2 separate regions of the Rattus norvegicus genome follow, and region 1 is linked to region 2. A link is a contact called in public Hi-C data. All regions are on one chromosome and are shown on one strand. Each heading gives the region's core, a stretch centred on a gene start, on an enhancer-like site or on the middle of the called end of the contact. The rest is flanking DNA. Distances are from core to core; before and after follow the strand shown.

Region 1 (4,236 bases), core at 1,054-3,553, 71 kb before region 2:
CCAGTGAGAACTCAAAGCCCCTAGAAGGCTACGTGTTAGATGCATGAGCTGTACGTGCCTGAGGCTGCCTGGAGAGGGGTGGGGTAGAGTGGTACATCAGTGTCTTGAAGCTGATCTCAAATGCCAGGATGAAGCTATTTTGTGGGTTTGGACTTAGGGTGAGGGGGCAGACAGTGGGCTTCTGTGGGCCATGCAAAGGGCAGCCTAGTCAACCAATAGGAGGATGTGGTGGGTGCTGCTAGGAAAGAGAGGTGCATGCATGCATGCATGTGCTTGTGCACACACAGACACAGACACACAGACACACACAGACACATACACACACAGACACATATACCACAGACACATACATACACACTGACACACACACAGAAGTGCATACATAGACACATACATCACAGACACACAGAGACACCCAGAGGCATACATTCACAGACACACACAGAGGCACACACCAGACACATACATACACAGACACACGGATGCATAGAGACACACAGAGACATAAATACACAGACACACGCAGACACATACAGACACAGACATACACAGACAGACACACACAGACAAGACACATAGATACACACAGACACATATACACACAGAGACACACACAGAGACATACACACAGAGACACACACATAGACACACAGACACACACAGACACACATACACGCAGAGACACACACACAGACATATACACATAGAAACACACAGAGACACACACACATACAGATACACACATACACATACACACACATACACACAGAGAGACACACACAAACAAGACACAGACACACACAGAGACAACACAGACACACACAGAGACACAGACATAGACACACACACAGACATAGACACACACACAGAGACACACACACAGACACACAGACACACAGACACACACACACACACACACACACACACACACACACACACACACGGCTCTACTTCCACCCGTGTCACAGTACCCACTCCATAGGTGATGAGGCCCTGGGTCGGAGAGGCACTTTGCTTTTCCACGGCACTTTGTATCTAGTTTTCAGTCAATCCTATCAGACCTCTAAGCTACCACACCCGTGGAGTAGGAGCTCTTACCAGCGGTGTGGTTGAGAATTTCACTGCTCTCCGTGCCTCAGTTTCTCCATGTAATAAAGGGGAGGCCCTAAGAGGACTTGATGCATAGCCTTGTATGTTATGAGGAATGGCAGAGGTTTGTGAACCGGGGGCCTGGAATATTCACAGGAGAATGTGGGCCTCCAAGTCTTCTCCCCCATCCACCCCTCTTTATCTAGAGGGAAAGAGGGATTGAGAGTTGGGACCTGGCCAAATGGGCTAAGGTTTCCTGAGAATAGGAGACCAGCAAGGGGGACCAGGACCTTAGGGAGGAGAGGAATGTGTTTCCCACTGGTCCAACTCCTCCTGGGCCCCTGGTTACCTCCACACAGCCTGGATATGGGCTCCTGACACGTACTGGATGATAAGGGCTACTCAGCAGGCAGGACGTGGGCTACGTGAGGGGCCAGTGGAGGCGGCTGTCTGCCCAGCTCAAGGGCCAAGGCCAGGAGGCCGGGCCATGGGGTCCATTGTCTGCTCACCACCCCCTCTGGCGATCACAGGCTCAGGAGCAGTCAGCACCAGGCCCTTGGCAGAAGCTGGGTCTTGTTCCCCCCACGCAGGCACGTCCTGGCCCGCACGTCGCTGGGCCTCCAGCCATGTTGGTGCTGGCCGTTGCTCTGCCATTGGCCTCTAGGGGGCGCTGCTTGGGCACCTAGGAAATTTGTTGCATGGTGAGTTAGCCATGGGGACCGCATCTTGAGGATATTGGGGGCTAGCTTTTTGACATAGGGCAAACCAGGAAAGGGAAGAGCAAGGAGAGTAAAGGATAGTAGAGCAAGATGGTTCTTTGGTGTTTGCTGAAATGTCCGATTCCAGGTATAAATAGGTAGACAGAGGTGAGGGAGCCAGACCTGGCCCCCTCAGGTCTCAGTTTCCCTAGGTGAGTATACAGGAACTGGAGAATCCGCTCTAGGTGAATGTTCATTCTGCCTGGGCTCTGCCCCACTTGAGAGCAGTGGGCAAGATTGGACATGTTACAAAGCCGTGCTTTCCCTCTCTCCTCCATCAAAATTAGGTCATATTTGGGGTCTCTGTGGCCCCATGCCCTTGGAAGTCCTTGAGGGGTGCTTGACAGCTAGCTTAGTTCAGAGCCCCAAACCCAGGCCTCCTAGGGCCAGGACTGTGCCTCTGATCAACAGGTTAAAAATAACCCCCATGGGCTTTCTCTCCCTCCACAGGAATGGTGTTTGTGTTGGCATCCATGGGCCCTGTAGCCCTGCCAACTCCCACAGCATGTGACATTGTCAGGGGACTGGAGGTGTGAAGCAGAAGTCACCCGGAGAGGATCATGCTGCTGCCTGCTTCCAGGTGAGGGTACAGAGACTAGGTCAGGGATGCTGGCAGAGACACCCGGTCACTCCAAAGCTGCCCACGAGGCTGGGGACGCATGCTGGACAAAACAAAGCCCCTTTCACAATGACGAGGACATAAACTGTGTTGTACCTAGGTGTGGACCAGGCTCCCCTGGATCAGAGTTGGTCAGCCAGGACATTCCCAGCCCTCAGATCCCAGAACTGTAATCAGAGATCCACAGGACTGTAGAACCAGGAAATTTTGCACTTGAAGTCAGGGCATTCTTTTTCAAACCTCTGCCCAGGCAGGGAAAAAAAAACAAAACCCATCAGCCCCATTAGAGAATATTTGTAGTTTGTGTTGGATGTCAGGCTCAAAGCTGGCATACATACTTAGTCTTCTACGTGCCCACTGAGCTCAGTTCTCTGTCTCTGTCTCTGTCTGTCTTTGTCTCTCTCTTTTAAAAGGAAGTTAGGTGATTTGTCCAAAGTGGCTTTCGGACTCCATCCACATCAAGACAAACCCTGTGTGTGATCCCCCAGCCAGAACCCTGCTGGTTGAAGGTCTATGCTAAAGTGGCCTCAGGCCTGGACCACTGAGGCTGCTTCTTCACCCCACCCCCATCCCCCCACCACGACTTGGCCCACATCTTACTACATCTTTCTTCACAGCAAGTACCCTTTCCTGGGCAGTCGGAATTCTCCCTCAGGAACCAGAATTCTCCTGATTATATTGACATTAGTGAAAGACCACTTCTCCTTTCCACCAGAGATGTGACATCCCCACTGTCCCCACCCCCCACCTCCTGCCCTTACTCACTGTCTTGGTGCCTACACTCAGAATTGAATGTGAGGAGTATGTGGAGGAGTGATTCTATCTATCTCACTGACCTGCCTAACATGGCTTCAACGTTACCCGAGCCTTCTCTTCCTCAGGCAACGTGAGCTCAGCTCCTTTTCTTCCTGGGCTTGTGTCTGCCCTCCACAGTGCCTCTGCCACCCTGCCTGGCCTCTGACAGCTCCTGCGAGCCAATGGGGACATGGTTGGAGGATGTAAGAATTGACAGCACCCGCCTAGAAGAGTTGCTAAGTGGCTTTTCTGTCTCGCTTTGACTGTTGCCATCCCAGCAGGTCCTCCACTTCCCTACCCCATATTCCAAGGATGCCAACATAGGGTTTGAGATGTCTTTTGGGCCTCCAGGGGCTAGGGATGGTGTTCCAGGTAGGGAGTTATATCTCCTCTTCTACATGCACATCCCAGACCTCTCTGCTCCTCACCCTCCACTGGTATAATGATGGAGCACGCACAGAACAGGTATCCCTTGCCAGAGTCCTCACGTCAGTCAGGTGACTGCTGTTTCCAGTTAAGGGTCCCAGATTTAGAGGGCCGCTCTGCCTGGGGTCCACCAGAGGAAAGACTGTACCATTTAGTGTTTGGTTTATATAAGAAGTACGTCCTCACTCATGTGCTTGAATCCCAGAGGTCAGCACTCCTGGGGTAATGCAATGGCTAAGTGCGGGGAGGATCCCAGTCTGGTCTCTTATCGATTTGCTAGCTTTCCATTTCAAGGTCACCACCTTTCCCAGATGGCTTCAGGAGCTCCAGGCAGCAGCATGAAGGACAAAGAAAGGAGATCTCCCTTCCCTTATAGGAACTTTCAGGAAGTTGTACATACTTCTCTCTGTAGGAGGAATGGCAGGCCTCACTGACAAGGTGGTGGCTGCATCTGCATAAAGTCAGGCACTGCGCAGCCTCAGAGGTAACCTCAGCATGAGGACCAAACTGAAGTCTGCCCGAGAACCTAGAGATTGGTGATGCAGACAG
Region 2 (4,622 bases), core at 1,961-4,460:
TCTTGCTACTCCAGGAACAGCAATCCTCTGGTGCTATGGTCAAGGTCATCTGAAATGAGGCCTGTCATGTGATTCCGCACCATTAGGAATGGTTTATAGAGCCCCACTTCCTTCCGGCCCTGCTGTGAATCTCGTACTGTTTCTTTCATTGGCCCACGAAACTTGTGACCCAGTTTCATGTGCCCCCACTGCTGGCTGGTATGCATGTGTGTGTGTGTGTGTGTGTGTGTGTGTGTATGTGCGTGTGTGTGTGTGTGTGTGCGTGTGTGTGTGCATGTGTGTGTGCATGTGTGTGTGCATGTGTGTGTGCATGTGTGTGTGCATGAGTGTATGTGTGCATGTGTGTGTGTATGCACACTCAATATGCTCACACTCACACACTCATAGTTGAAACTAGTATTCAAAAACCAGCCTCACCAGAGCTTCCAGGGACTAAGCCACTACCTAAAGACTATACATGGACTGACCCTGGACTCTGACCTCATAGGTAGCAATGAATATCCTAGTAAGAGCACCAGTGGAAGGGGAAGCCCTGGGTCCTGCTAAGACTGAACCCCCAGTGAACGTGATTGTTGGGGGGAGGGCGGCAATGGGGGAAGGATGGGGAAGGGAACACCCATAAAGAAGGGGAGGGGTAGGGGTTAGGGGGATGTTGGCCCGTAAACCGGGAAAGGGAATAACACTCGAAATGTAAATAAGAACTACTTAAGTTAATTAAAAAAAAAAAAAACCTCGACTAACTTATTTTAAAGAATTTGGAAGCTTCTTTATTTTATGTGTACAGGTGTTTTTGTTGCATGAAAGTCTGTGCACCACTTGCATGCCTGGTGCCCGTGGAGGCCAGAAGAGGGAGTTGGATCGTCTGGGACTGGAGTGATGGATGGTTGTGAGCCACCATGTGCATGCTGGGAATCAAACCAGGGGTCCTCTGTAAGAGCAACAAGTGTTCGATCTCAATCACCGAACCACGTTTCCAGTTCTATTTTGCTATTTTTTTTTTAGACAGGGTCTCACTATGTAGCCCTGGCTGGCCTGGCACTCACTATGTAGACCAGGCTGCCCTCAAACTCAGAGATCCATCTGCCTCAGCCACCACACCCAGCTTTTAACCTCTTTTCCTGGCCTGCAGCACAGGGGCTCTGAGTTCTAATACAGGCTCTGCCATTAGCAGTATGACCTTAGACAAGTCACCTTGCCTCTTTGTCATAAGGACACCAGGGGTCCTTGAGGCGCAGTGAGGAGCAGAGTGAGATGGGGGGGGGGGAGATTTAGGACTTAGAACAGACAGAAGCAGGTATCCTTGGCTCACTCTCCTCTGGGCAGCAGTGTGCCTGATGTTATTGGGTTTCCCCTCTTCCCTGTTTGGTGTGAGACTTTGTGAAAATGGAAACGAATGGCTGCGATCTCATCTTCTGACAGGAATGTCTGGGTGTCTCCTATCTGCTCTGGGGAGGTGTCCTTGCACACTAGGTAAGAGTCAGGCTCTGGGTAGGCAGAGAAGACAGAGCCATCTAGAGCTCAGCTCGAATCTTAACCTCACCAGCTGAGTACCTGTGAGCAACTGCCCCAACGCTCTGCCTCTGTTTCTCTCTCTGCTAGGTGGATCCCATGCAGGCCCCTGAGAGGCTATTACCACCGTCCAGTTGACCCTGAATGGAAGCACTATGGACAGCCAGAATAGCCTTTGGGTTCCCACCCTCCCAGGCAGTCCAAGACAGTCCTGGTTCAGGCTGCACCTCAGAGGGTGTGGAAGATAGAGTGGTGGGAACTGCTGTAAGCCCAGAAAAGAGCCCTGAGCACGTTACAGGAGCAGCTGTTAAATAAAGGTTTGCCCAAGCCAGAACTCACTTAGCTTGACCTGAGAGGGTGCACTCGAGGGCTGGGGCTGGGTGGGGCTGAGGCCAGAGGGTAGGATGGCCAAGGGCCTCCACTCGCAAGTCCAGGGAGGCTGCTCTATCCCGGGTCTCTCTCCTGCAAACAGCATCATTTGGAGCAGGGCTGGTGCAGCTGGAGGAGGTGGGAGGGTGTGGCCTACAGGCTCTCGGGCTTTCCCAGGCTCCTTCAGCACACTGATGTCCCTGCAGCTGCAGCCACCCAAAGATTCCCTCCACCTCCCTCCAGCGGTGGCGCCCTGGTCATGAACTCTCAGGGAATAAACAGGGGCAGAGCTCACAGAGTGATGAGCGCTCCAAGCCCCCGACAATGTAAACTCCCCAGATATATTTATGCTGTCTGCTCCTGGCCCGGGGTCCTCTGTCCAGCTCAGAAGTATCACGCCATCACTTGTAGAAAGAATCTGGGCTCTTCCACATGGTGGGAGAGGCAGAGAGAGGGTCCATAGCATCGTGGGGTGACTGAAGCTGGGAGTTCAAGGCAGGGGCTGCAAGCTAGATCCTGGCCCTGCCCTGAAGGAGCCCCAGACCACAAGCTAGAGCGTGGCGAAGAGGACACAGAGCATGGGTCTTGCTGCAGGGTGTTGCCTGAACTGTGTCTCTAGACAGCTGCAGACTGGAATCTTAGAGGATCCCTAGCCCGGACAGTGACCCAGGTCACTCTGGGGCCTTCCAGGGCCTGTCTTGGCCCTAGACTTCAGGGTCATATGGCCTGGGGCTCTGTCTAACTGACAAATGGCTCAAGACTCCAGTCCTTTCTTTACTTTTTAATTGCCCTCTCAGTTAGGCACCTCGCCAAGACTCTTGTTCGTATTATCTCATTTAAGTCTCACACTGGTCTGAGGGCAGGAACCACTGTTTCCTCTCCACCCTGGGGACAGTCTGAGGAGTCGGACAAATGCCCTGAAGTAATGGAGGCAGAACCTTCCAAGTGTCGAAACTTCTTAGCCCCAGAGAACTGTATCTAAAGACTGATGACCAGGAACTCCTGAGCTCTGGTAAACTTTCTCCAGACTGTGCCAGAAAACATGAGAGGCCTGGCCTCTACCCTGAAGGAGCCCCAGATTGAGTGGGACACAGCCCCATCTGGGAGAGCTCTAATTCTGACTGCTGTCCTCAGAGAGACCTGGTCTGAGGGAGACACTGTCTGACATCAGGCAGCTCTAGTCCGAGGAAGACAGAGCCCGGCCTCAGAGTTTGCCAGTTTGAAGAACACAGGGACTATCCCCTGGGGACTTTGACTCTTAGGGGGAGCCCCAGACCACAAGAAATGACTGACCACACACTGGGGAAGCAGGTGGAGACAAAGGGCTTTGCAGAGCTGGAGGAGGAGGAGTTTGGCCAGTGGCAGGCTACTTTCTGTGACCCTGGAGACCAGTGCTGTGTTCCTGCAAGGTCCTGATTAGGAAACACGGCTTGTGTCTCTGCTGTCACCCCCCCTCCCCCCCGTACCCCCCTCTCCTGGCTGGAAGGCCATCCTGGCCCTGGTTATCCTGCCTGGGAGGGGCAGGCAGAACAGTACCCTGTGACAAGCAGGCCACCGGGAACAGAATATGTCTCGGGAGTGACACCCAGGGAAGGTTATTTTCATTCGGGAAGTCTCCTGCTTCTGATGCCCAGCCTAAAATAACCAGGTTCCTACAGGGACTGATCACCCTTGGCTGTCACCAGCCACCTGTAGCAGCCTAGGTCACTGTGGACAAGTTTTTTTTTTTTTTTTTTTTTTTGGATGTTGACTTCCCTTCAGGCTTCCGCAGACAGAAGCTGTGTTTAAGAAACCCTAGAATGGTAGAGCTGTCGCCACTACTTGGACCAGGGGTGGAAGGGGAATGCTCTTGATTTCCTGGTTTCTGCAGCTTGCTTGCCTGAGGAGGTTTTCTGGGGGGTGGGTGGGTGGGTGAAGGAGGCAGTGGGAACAGGGTAGAGTCAGGTGGCTTTTCGACTATCCATGTTGTGATTTGGGCCATTGCTGAGAAACCAGATCTTCTCCACATGGCTGGTGGGTTCTCTGGAGCCCGGCTGTACCTGGCAGTACCAGGCTGCCCTGCTGCTGGCCACATGGCCCCTGATGGGAGGGTTCACATGTCCCAGCACCAGCCAGACACCTGCTGCTTCCAACCTCCCAAAATAGGGAAGGCTGGCCTTCTCCCCTTACTACCCGTGTCTCAGCATCGGGCACTCCCTTCTTCCTACCCTGCTCAACTATGGGAGGTGTGGCAGCATTAACCTTCAAGCCTGCCCTTCCTCAAAGCTAGTATCTTGATGTGGCTTATGGAAATTGTTCAGATCCTGGGCTGGCTACAGAATGGGGGGGGCGCTTCTTGTAGGAACTAGTGTCCTGTATAAAGAAGCACCCCACATTCCCCTCTCTTCGACTTCCAACAGAACTTAACATTAAGCATAAAATAGGGGCTTGGGCTGTTAACCCAAGCACTGTGTGTGGTGTGTGTGTGTGTGTGTGTGTGTGTGTGTGTGTGTGTGTGTGTGTGTGTGTGTGTAAACACACACATCTGGAGCTTGTGTGTATGTTGCATATGTGTGTATATGTTCATGTTTACGCACACGTGTTTGTGGCTGTGCCTGTGAATATATACAGATATATTTGGAGTTTGTGTGTGTACATAGGTTCATATTAGTGTATGTGTGTGGAGGCCAGAGCCTGACATTGGGTCGCTCATTCAGTGGCCGATTGTTATGGAGAGGGTCTCACTGAACCTGGAGCTCTGTGGT

Evidence for each region. Hi-C and Micro-C count contacts between places; a contact is called where the count stands out from the background.
Region 1: a Hi-C map of psoas muscle shows a contact between it and region 2, with 4 times the contacts expected there. The contact joins two enhancer-like sites. A contact is called at or near these places in 5 of 12 Hi-C or Micro-C datasets (kidney, liver, mammary epithelial cells and 1 more).

The regions. Positions count from the first base shown.
Region 1 is chr9:22,740,513-22,744,748 of GRCr8, reverse strand. LOC102550363 (a long non-coding RNA gene) reads left to right here. Exons shown (of 4, transcript XR_005489459.2): 3 at 2,298-2,427. Among named protein-coding and RNA genes, the nearest start is that of Mrpl14, 69 kb to the left of the region's middle. Within about 2 kb of position 2,303, at least 12 of the 93 cell types and tissues checked have an H3K27ac peak or open chromatin away from gene starts, as enhancers often do.
Region 2 is chr9:22,669,914-22,674,535 of GRCr8, reverse strand. No RefSeq gene overlaps it. Among named protein-coding and RNA genes, the nearest start is that of Mrpl14, 140 kb to the left of the region's middle. Within about 2 kb of position 3,210, at least 9 of the 93 cell types and tissues checked have an H3K27ac peak or open chromatin away from gene starts, as enhancers often do.